Regions from separate parts of the Arachis hypogaea genome. Here region 1 is linked to region 2. Evidence: chromatin contacts called from public Hi-C data. All regions are on one chromosome and are shown on one strand. Each heading gives the region's core, a stretch centred on a gene start, on an enhancer-like site or on the middle of the called end of the contact. The rest is flanking DNA. Distances are from core to core; before and after follow the strand shown.

Region 1 (5,521 bases), core at 778-3,277, 310 kb before region 2:
AATCCTAACCATTCTAATGCCCAACCCCTTATAACTCCATAATTTTCAAGCAAACGCTGGTTTCGAGAAGGCACTATTACGTGACCTTCTCCCACTTCCATCCTAAAACTCTATCCTAGGAAAGGTAAGTCCAACATAAAATTTAAACAATTCATTATATTCAGAGATAGAAAACCAACCTAGAATATTACTGCACAGATAACAAAAAAGCAAACTCCAACCGATCTCAGAGAAAATAACATCATCCTAATAAAAAGAACAACTTATTAAATTCACAAGTTGAAACTAATTCAAAAACTAATTTGAAAGAATAAGTAAAACTTATTATTCCAATTAAGTAAAACTTAATTCTAATTTCACCAAACTAACAACATATATCACAAAAATAAGCGACATAAGTTTAATGCAATTGAAAGAAACTCATTCACTAAACTCAACTAAAATTTTTCAACAACTCAAGCACTCTTAATCTAACCGTACTTAACCTACCCTAAGATTATTTAATTTTTACTTACATTAAATTAATACAACAACTCCTAATCACACACTTTATTAAACAAATTTAATCATTGATTTAACAAAAATCCTAACAAAATGCTAAACTCACAAAATAATCTGAAAAAATAAAATAACCATACCAACAATAAATCTGATAATAGCGGCTGCAAGGTCTCTTTAACGTGGTGGTGACAGAGGCGACAATGATGACAACATGAACAGCAACTGTGGCGTTCTTAACAGCAGGGACAACAGCAGCAGAATCAATGACGATATGTAGCGGCGATTACAATGGGTGCTCCAAGTGGTGGTGATGATGACAACTTCAACGGCAAGGGAGAGAGAAGACGAGAAGGGAGAGAGAAAGAGAAGAGAGATAAAGTGTTCGCAAAAGTGAGGGAGAAAGAATTCTGCATTAATTTTACCCTAATTTTACTGTCGAATTTACTGGCGGATTAATTTGCCGGTAAATTACCAAAATGGCGTGTTTCACTAAACTGTGATACTGGCGGAATATACTGACGAAAACTCCGATGATAAAATTGGCGCGGGTGAATTACGTTTTCGTGCGAATAATTACCGTCGATTTTAACAACGAAAAATCTATGCCGACGGTAATTTTTTTTTTTGGCAACGAATTTCTCTTCTTTTCTATCAAAAAAACTGATGCTAAATCCGTCAGTACAGGTCGACGCTAAATCCAATGATATTCAGTATCATTGCTTTTCTTATCGTGATAATCCTTGTCCTCCATGTCAAGCATTGGCGCAAATCATCGAATTGGTTGTGCTACTCGTGATGTAGAATCATCATATTCATCTTTGCCCCACTTATCAAATTTAGATAGATTAGCACCCACCTTGATGCTCCCAACCCTAACATAAAGCACCATTACAATGTTGCAGCATAATTTTTTTATGATAATCGAACATCATTCGAACATATTCAGCAGATTAAAGTATAGAATTTCTAAAAGAAAAAGAGAACATTTGAGCCTTTGAGGCTTAATATGCAACCACATTACATAAAATCACTTATGTAGAACTCAAATTTTGTCCGGGTCAATTTCTTTTTTGCATAGTGCTCAATATGATATTACATGTATCTCTTTGAAAGTGTTAACGAGATAATAAGAGATATACTTTCATTTTTTGGAATATATTTCATTTGCAATAACAAAAATTTTCATCTCGTTTTTATTGATAACAAAATAAGTAAAAATGGATAAAAATGTAGTGATATTATATTTATTTTATTTATCTTAAAATTCCTTTTTATAAAGTTAATAATTTTTTTTTTGGACGGATAAAGTTAATAATTAAATTGAACAATAACCAAGTTACTTCCGAATTCCGACCACAAAAAACTGTTTTGGACATTGACCACAAAAAAAAAACTAAATGAACCATTATTGGTATTTTTTTTCCCGGCAAGAAACTTCGTAATGGGCTTAAGAGAGGCCCCCAGTGTATCCGATAGGGCCGAAGATACGGGTCGGTCACGGGTACTAAAACCCTAGAAGCTATTGTGCCGAAATGGAACCCTATTTATGAATTTGCAGTACTGCAAAAAAAAAAAGAAAACAAAAAACAAAAGAACACTTTCGCCAATTCACTAGTCAGATCCCACTGCAACTCGCGACACATTGTTCTGGAACGAAGATGAAGGTTATCGCCGCCTATCTCCTCGCTGTTCTCGGCGGCAACACTTCCCCTTCCGCCGGCGACATCAAGGACATCCTCGGCTGCGGTAGCGTGTTTTCCATTAATCCAATTCTTTTTTTCATATTATTTTCTTTATTTTTTTTTTGTTGATTTGTGGAATATTTTGATCGGTGATTTGAAGGTGAAATTTTTATTTTGAAATTGTTCAGTTGGAGCTGAAGCTGATGATGAAAGGATAACGCTTCTTTTGTCTGAAGTGAAAGGCAAAGACATAACAGAGGTCATTGCCGCCGGTAGGGAAAAGCTTGCTTCGGTGCCTGCCGGTGGTGGCGGTGCTGTGGCCGTTGCCGCTGCTCCTAGCGGAGGTGCTGCTGCTCCCTCAGCCTCCGAGTCAAAGAAAGAGGAGAAGGTTGAAGAGAAGGAAGAATCAGATGATGTAAGTCACTGCTATTACTACTACAATTACTATTACTATTATTATTATTGTAATCTGATTGTTTTGTTTGTGTTACAGGATATGGGATTCAGTCTCTTTGACTAAGTGGTTGGTTCTTCAACTTTTATTCCCGGGAAAGATTGCCAATCTAGAGCATCTTAGTTTTAGTTAATTGTTGTGATATATGTTGGAAGAATTTGGTTTGATATTTTTATCGACTTTATTGATGTTATGGAACTTCAATTTGGAAATCACAGAATGAGTTTATTTCTTGGTTTGCCTTTCTTCATTTTTAGCCTATGGGCATCTCTTTAATTCAGTTTGTTTTTAGAATAGGCAAGAATTAACAGGCTATTAGTTTGAATTAACAATCGAGATTATCTTTTTTGTGTTAATGTTGAAAGATTACTTGATAGTTGGTAAAATCATGTGCTGATAGATTTCTGATAATACCCAATGAAATCCCTGCTTAAGCTTCTTCCAAAATTTAATTCCATTCCACAAAATGCTAACCGTCACGACTACAGGAGGATTTGGTTTTGTAAGTCGAGCATATGTTTAGATCAGGATATTAAGAAACGGAAGCTTTGTATTTTTAAGATTTTAGGCCTTTTAAAAGTAGGATATATAGGAACATGATTTTAGAGATTTTATTAAAAAGCTCATTGCCAAATGTCGTGGCCGCATTGGATTGTAATTTATAGACCAATCAGAACTTTGCCAAGGTAATGCAAGAGCAAAATGATAATCCGAAATAGTCACAATTAGAAATTGAAATGCTGGATTACTGGATAGACATTTTCTCTGCGTCCTGCTGCACTATTGGTATTGGCTAAAGAGTGGTATTGGCTAAAGAGAAGTGAGAAAGTACGTTAGCAGGTGAAAGAAGCCTTCATGTGAAGTGGAAATCTCCTCATTCTTCTTAGTATGTGTGGTTTTGTTATTCAGATTCCATATATTCAAAGAGAAAGTGAGAATTGAAATGATAGTATTTTGATATTTTGAAATCAAATTTATTTAAAAATAGTTTTTCAAACTTTGAACCAAACATAAAAATATAATATTTCTAACTTAAAATTCCTAAAAATTATTTATAATTTTCCCAAACACACAATACAACATACTGATACGGGATATGATACAATACAACATACTGATATGGGATATGATACAATACAACACGTGAAATGTGAATTTGAAATTTTTATAAGATATGGGGATACGCATATATATAAATATAAAGTACTTTTTTAGATAAATTGTACTGATATTTTAGTATTTTATTGATATTAAAATATAAATTAATTTTTTAATTATTTTTAATATTTTTCTTAATTATATAAAGTATTTAAAATATTTTTTATTTTAATAATTAATAATATGTATTATTTCTAAATTTATTTCAAAAATACATGTTAAGAATAAGGATTGATACACACCAAAATGTGTCTTGACACGCGGACACAGTAAATCATTGTTAAACAGAGAATGAGAATAAATTGAATTTTCATAATTTGTTCTAGTTTATCACCAAATAGAATATAAGAACACAAAATGTTGTATCTCTCTTTTTTGTGTCTTTTCTTGTGTCTTGAATAAAGTTGAAGTGGAGTGCTACTTGATAGCTGTTATCCAAACCATCCAAGAACATAAACAGCAAAACAATTGGAAGATCATCATCAAACAAAAGAAGTCTTTTCTATTGTGAGGACATGCATATGTATGATATTTCTTCCTAAATTAATGATCTAACTTTATTTTTAGACCAGAAAATAATTATCATAATTTAGTAGCGAAGGAAACACCTTCCTGTGCCAGTTGATCCTGATTTTCTGCTGGAGGCTGGACTTTGGCAGCTTTGGCAATAGCCTTGTTCTCCTCTGGGGTTCCACCTTCCAAGAATACTCCAAAGACTTTGCCATCTTTAATCCAATATGTTCCAAACTTTGGCTTTGCTGATTTTGGATCTCTGTCTCCAAATACCACTGCCTCTCCAACATTGTCACCATAGAATTGCCATGACAGGTCAAATGCGCGAGAGTAGAAGTATGGAAGGTAGTCGTACTCCTCTATTGTTTCCCCATTCTCTTTTGCCTTGATGGCCTACATCAAGGAATCCATTATTACAAAATGAATTGTCCTGTTGATGCCACTATAGTGATACATTCAAGGCCAAGATTGACAGTTAAATGTGCTAACCTTTACAGCCTGCTCGGCTGATTTGCGAGCATGATCGACATGTTCAACTCTTCTCATATCACCATACATTTTCATAGGGAAAGTAGCCACGTCTCCAACAGCATAAACATCATCTACACTTGTTTTGAAGAAGGCATCAGTCTGTAACCATTAACAGTTTAACACAATTTCATCATGGTCTATTGTTGACAATAAAACATTGTTAGCACATTTTTGGAACAAGCAAAACTGCCATAAGCCTCTCTAGATTTGAATTTGACTTTCAAACCTTGATTCCACCTTTATCCTCTTCAACTTTCCCTTTAAACAAGTTTGTTAGAGGCTTTGCTCCGACGCCTACAACAACAATATCAGCTTCCAAAACTCTTCCATCTTTCAACTTTACTTCTTTTACCTGAATTGTATATGGAAATCATGCTAAGTTGGATTAGCAACTTCAAAGTTCAAATCATCCTTTTAGAAAAAAATTACAATAGGGCAGAGATCGCAGGCAACATTACCTCTCCATTGGAATTAGCAGTGAAACCAGCAGCAACAGTTCCTTTAATGATTGTCACCCCCTTATTTTTTGCATAGTATTCCTCATAGAAAGCAGCTATCTCGGAGGTAAAAAGTCTTGGCACTGCAACATCAATTATATTCTTACAGGTACAAATCAAGAGATGGAATAAGTTGGTGTACTCTTTCTTTTTAGAATCCTTTTAAAAGGTTTTTTAATAAGTCG
Region 2 (5,098 bases), core at 2,318-4,817:
AGAGTTATGCTCGTTTAAAGTTTGGTGTCAAATTTGGAAATTCTGCAACTTAGTAGCTTTTTGAGAAAAAGGAGGGGTTGCATACGCTATCATGCACACACGACGCGAGATTCATTCACTGCCTTGATATCTCGAGTACGCGGAAATTGGCTCACGTATGCGGACATGTTAAATCGAACGCTAGCGTACGCGAGACCCCTATTTTGGCTAAAAGTGGGATTTTTGCATACTAAACCAATTCTCTAGCTTCCGAACCTCCTTTACACTTGTTTAAGGTCCGTTAGTGAGCCTTTAAGCCTTAGAATGAGGGTGAGTCTATTAAATAAATGGAGGAGACATTTGGAAGGGTTTTGTGAAGTGTTAATTGAATTAACGAAGGGTTGGTGATGTTAAATAAGAAGTGATTAACAGTTATGATAATAATGATGAATTGCAATTGAGTGAGAGATGGATTGATGATGATAATGACATTAAGGACTGATGATGATTGACTGGCGTTGAATTATTGAGTATGTTAGAGATGGGCATATTGATTGTGTATAATCTGTTCCACTATGTTGCATCTTTTTTCTCTTTGTTGTAAAGTATGTTGGGCACTATATCCCATAAGTGTGACGAGCACTATATCCCAAGAGCGTGGCGGGCGCTATACCCCAAGAGTGTGGGAGCACTTTATTTTGAAAAGTGTGTCGGGCACTATATCCCATGAGTGTGGCGAGCACTATATCTCATGAGCGTGGCGGGCGCTAAACCCCAAGAGTGTGGAAATACTTTATCCCGAAAAATGCAACAGACACTATATCACATGAATGTGGCGGGCACTATATTCCAAGAGTGTAATGGGCATTATATCCCAAGAGTGTGGAGGCATGTTAGAGAGACGATAGCTGGGTTTGCCACCGGGTGTGTCGGGTTCTGGCAAAGTAATCGACACGTGAGCTCACGGCCAGTAGGGCAGGCATACATCATATGTATTTGTTTGTTTTGTTTGAGTGTGCATTACTTTGGTTTGCTTAGTTGATTATCTATGCTTATTTGCTATATGTTCTACCTGTTGTAATTACATTCTATCTGTATTTTTCTTTGTCTGTATTGTATGTCTATGCAACTGAGAGATCCATTGTTTGGCGGAAGAGTGACAAGGGTTGTTCCACCAGAGTTTTGGAGGGTTGGAGGAGAATGAAAATTGAGGTTTTAAGTTATAATTGGATTAGAACCTAAGTACCTTAGTTAGTTTACCTTATTTCTGGTTTAATTTATAACTCTATGTTTTAAATCTGAGTGTCCGAGTTCTAGGATCACTTCTGGCTTTTCCAAGACCTTATATCTTATGTACGTTGGCATCTTTACCATGTTGAGAACCTCCGGTTCTCATTCCATACATGTGTTGTTGTTTTCAGATGCAGGTCAAGATGCATCTCGGTGAGCATCTGGAGGTTCCTATGGCAAGTGAAGTGGGGATGTTATATGTTGTCATATTACTATGTATATATATGTATATAGACTCTTCTTCACTTGTACTTTATGTTTAATCCTCCTAGAGACTTTTTGGAGAACTATGGGCTTATTTTATGTCTTTTGTGATACTCTAGGATATGATTATATGCATGTATGTATGTAATTATACTCTGGCCAGTCTTGGCTTCGGAGGTCGAGTCTGGAGTTTGATATTCTGTATTTTTGGTACTCTACTCTGTGTATTTTTGGTTTATCCTTTCTGTTTACCCGGTTTTACATTTTTGAGTGTGTTGCGCTTTTTTTTTACGATTTTGCTTCAACTTTTCTTCAAGGCTCCTAACTATGAATTCTTTCAACTATATCTACGTATTTATATATATATTTTTTAGAAGTCATAATATCTCACCACCTCTATTTTACGACTTAAGTGTAAAGCTCTGCGTGGTAGGACTGTTATACCCTATCTAGTCTTTCTCTTATTAGCATTCCACCAAATTGTATATTGCTCCATGTGTATTTCTTACCTTTGTATCCTAAACACAATAAGTTTCCTTCATTAGCAAACTCATTGATATTTTAGATAGAGGTGAATGATTTTGGTCTCCTATCCTCATTTTTGTGCTATGCCATTATTGCATTAAAATCTCCAACGGCTATTTGGTATTCTCTTCCTTGTTGAAATAGCTGGGTCAGCTTACCAAATTGCTCATTTCTTCTATTCTCATCGGTGTGAAGGTGGACTGCCTAAACTTTTCACTTAATTTGGAGTTTTGAATCAGCCAATTCAAATTGAATGAAGAAATTTTTATGCTGAATAATCTGGACTACATTATCTTCTTTTCACAGTACAACCAAACCCCCAGCCAAACCCTTCAAATTTACACAAAACGTCTTCTGAAAACACATGCGCTGTATCACCTAAGAATTTGTTGCAGCAGCGATTCTCATGCCCTAGAAAACCACAATAGTGACGGAAATTCCCAATTTTTTCATACTTTAATTTTATCTCTATCACTTTTCTATAACTTCTTGCTATCTTTATCATTCTCCTCAGCGGCTTTGTCACATCTAACTCCACTAAAACCTTCAACACCATTTCCTCCTTTTTTATCATTGTGAAAAATTCAACCTCCAAAACAGCACCTAAAAGATTCTCCCATTTTTCTGCCCAAATCCTTTGTCTTACAATGCTCCGGGAGATTCCAAAACTGTACTTATATAAGGACACGAGAAAATTCACTTTCAGTAATTTGAATGTCTTCATACCACCTACATAGATTGAAAGTGTAATTTTTGAAGGTCCAGAGAGCCCCCTTTTCTACCCTCAATAGATCTATTTCATTGTCGAAAAATAATTAGAGCATATTACCCCCATATTAGGATTTTAAATTCTTCTAGTTATCACCATATAGTGTAGAGTGCAGCCTCTAAGGTTCCACCGCTAAACTTTTTATCTAATAATAGTCTACTGACCAAATTTTTTGAACACTTATGTAACACTTCTTGAATATCTTCATTACTGAGTTAAACAATGTGATCATCATCATTATCACATTATCACCAGGATCATGGTTATGAGTTTGTGAAACAGACGGGATTGCCATATAAATTGGAACAATATGAACCAAGAAAGTAAGCAAAGTTGGAAATTATGATTTTTCCTATAAAACTCTAACAGAGCACCCAAAAAAATCTTGGTAAAGTAGAGCAAAATTTTGCATCTACTTCCACAACTTTCTGTTAATGTAAAATAAGAAAAAAAAATTGTCACATACAATATATATTCTCATTCAAAAATAATATTTTAGGTAGATTTAAAGTTAACGAAAACTCATATACAATTTGTATTCATGTGAAATTAATAACTAAAAAATAATTTTATAAATTTAATTAAATTATTATCTAATAATTTTTAATTATTAATTTTATACGAATACAACTAAGTTTTTCTTTTGTATTTTATATAATATTCAAATCCCTTAAACTCGTATTACTAGAAAAGTTTTAGCTAGTTAAGTTGAATGAATTTACTAATACTATTTTTATATTCAATACAACTAAATTATTATTATAAATTTATAATGACAACTTTTGAATTTATACTGGATACTGTATTTTTCTTGACATACGGTGGGGGCAGTGTCTGTACAAAAGAATCAGTAGTGCGTAGTGGCAGCGACACTGCTGAACACATTCCAAACGTTGGGCGTTTCGCTCTCTCTCTTCCTTTCCTCCTTTCTCTCTCTATCTCGCTCAGATTTTCTCCATCATCTCCTCAATGCGTGCCTAGTTAGGGTTTTTTCATCTTCTCCAAATTCCAACTGTTCGAGTTTTGAATCTTCTTCAGCTTCAATTTGTTAATATCTCTCTTTGGCCTTTTCTTCCACATGCTGGTAGCGCTTCTGTTTTCCGATCCCACTCTCTTTTGTTATGCTTTATTTCAATGCTAATATGTTCAGCTTATTTGTATATATTTCTTATCGTTACCCTCTCAATCTGACAACAGTGGTGTTTTGTGCTTTGAATCTGTGAACTAGATTTTTGAACTTACTATTTTGGGGTTTGTGTCTTCTACAAATTACAGTCTTGGATTCTAGTGTCTGAAATATTAAAATGAAATTAATTCCGTTGGATTGTACATCCTAGTTATATTGGATTTATAATTCTCTCCCTGTGTGTGTATTTTAGTTTCATTTTCATCATTTATTTATTTTGAATTCTTTTTTGCCTCGGTCTTGCTGTGGCCTATTTTGGGGAAGCGAATTGGTTGTAAATTCAGGGAACTGCCATTTATTTGCTTAATTTGACAATGTCCTACTAAATATGAATGAGTTGAATGAATACATATTTTACGTTTTCGTTTGCTTTGATGATGCTTTCAACTATTCGCCATTATAGCAGGGGTTTGAAACATATCTGGTAAAAGCAGTGGATACAATCCTGAATTTTTGTATCTGTTTTGGAGGAAGAAGTGTTGGATTTGCGTACCCTTATTGGCCTTCCTTGAGTTGTGATTCATTGGTGACTGATACAGCCATACAGGTGAAATGAATTAGTCACTCGAGCATTGTGAGTCAAACTGTTTTTTGTTACTTTTACCATGAGAAGCTGAACTGGTAGAACAATTTCTCTTGCAATGGGTTCATTCTCTGGCACTTCTGAAATAGTTGAAGCAACAGACGAGCTAAATACAGGGAAAACTACAGCAAGTAATCAGTCCAATAATGCGTGTAGCATGGCTGAGAAAAATCAGAAGCCTCGGGTGCTGAAACTGGGCTACAAGGACAATCTGGACGACGATATTAATAAGTTATTTGAATCAATTACTCTTAAATCTTCATCAAGAGACTTGGGCCGTTTTCAAGATGGTACAAGCCCTAAGATGAAAAGTGCATTGAAAAAGCCCATCACAGTGGGTGTTTCTCGGTCCCCGCGAGTTGGGACATCTGAACCTGTGAATTTGAAGCAGGCTTTAAGAGACCTTTGTATTTCTAAGGCATCAGAAATGGCTGCTATGAAACGATTATCAAAAGCAACAGCTTCTCCAAGAATATCAGAGGTTGGGAAGATACAAACATTGTACAATTCAGTTGTAGCTGAAACCAGTCTATCTGGCCCTCCTTTGGTTGAAAATAAAGAG

What was found. Hi-C and Micro-C count contacts between places; a contact is called where the count stands out from the background.
Region 1: a contact with region 2 is called in a Hi-C map of leaf, with 5 times the contacts expected there. The contact joins the promoter of LOC112696670 here to the promoter of LOC112696668 in region 2. A contact is called at or near these places in 4 of 8 Hi-C or Micro-C datasets (leaf and an unstated tissue).

What each region holds. Positions count from the first base shown.
Region 1 is chr6:68,300,695-68,306,215 of arahy.Tifrunner.gnm2.J5K5, reverse strand. It overlaps LOC112696670 (large ribosomal subunit protein P2B), which reads left to right and starts at 2,027. Exons shown (of 3, transcript XM_025749496.3): 1 at 2,027-2,247; 2 at 2,372-2,598; 3 at 2,677-2,869. The coding sequence starts at 2,160. The coding sequence ends at 2,703. It overlaps LOC112696669 (monodehydroascorbate reductase), which reads right to left. Exons shown (of 10, transcript XM_025749495.2): 7 at 5,298-5,419; 8 at 5,066-5,191; 9 at 4,798-4,938; 10 at 4,139-4,701. The coding sequence ends at 4,378.
Region 2 is chr6:67,989,840-67,994,937 of arahy.Tifrunner.gnm2.J5K5, reverse strand. LOC112696668 (serine/threonine-protein kinase KIPK2) reads left to right here and starts at 3,567. Exons shown (of 3, transcript XM_025749493.3): 1 at 3,567-3,851; 2 at 4,360-5,098. The coding sequence starts at 4,595.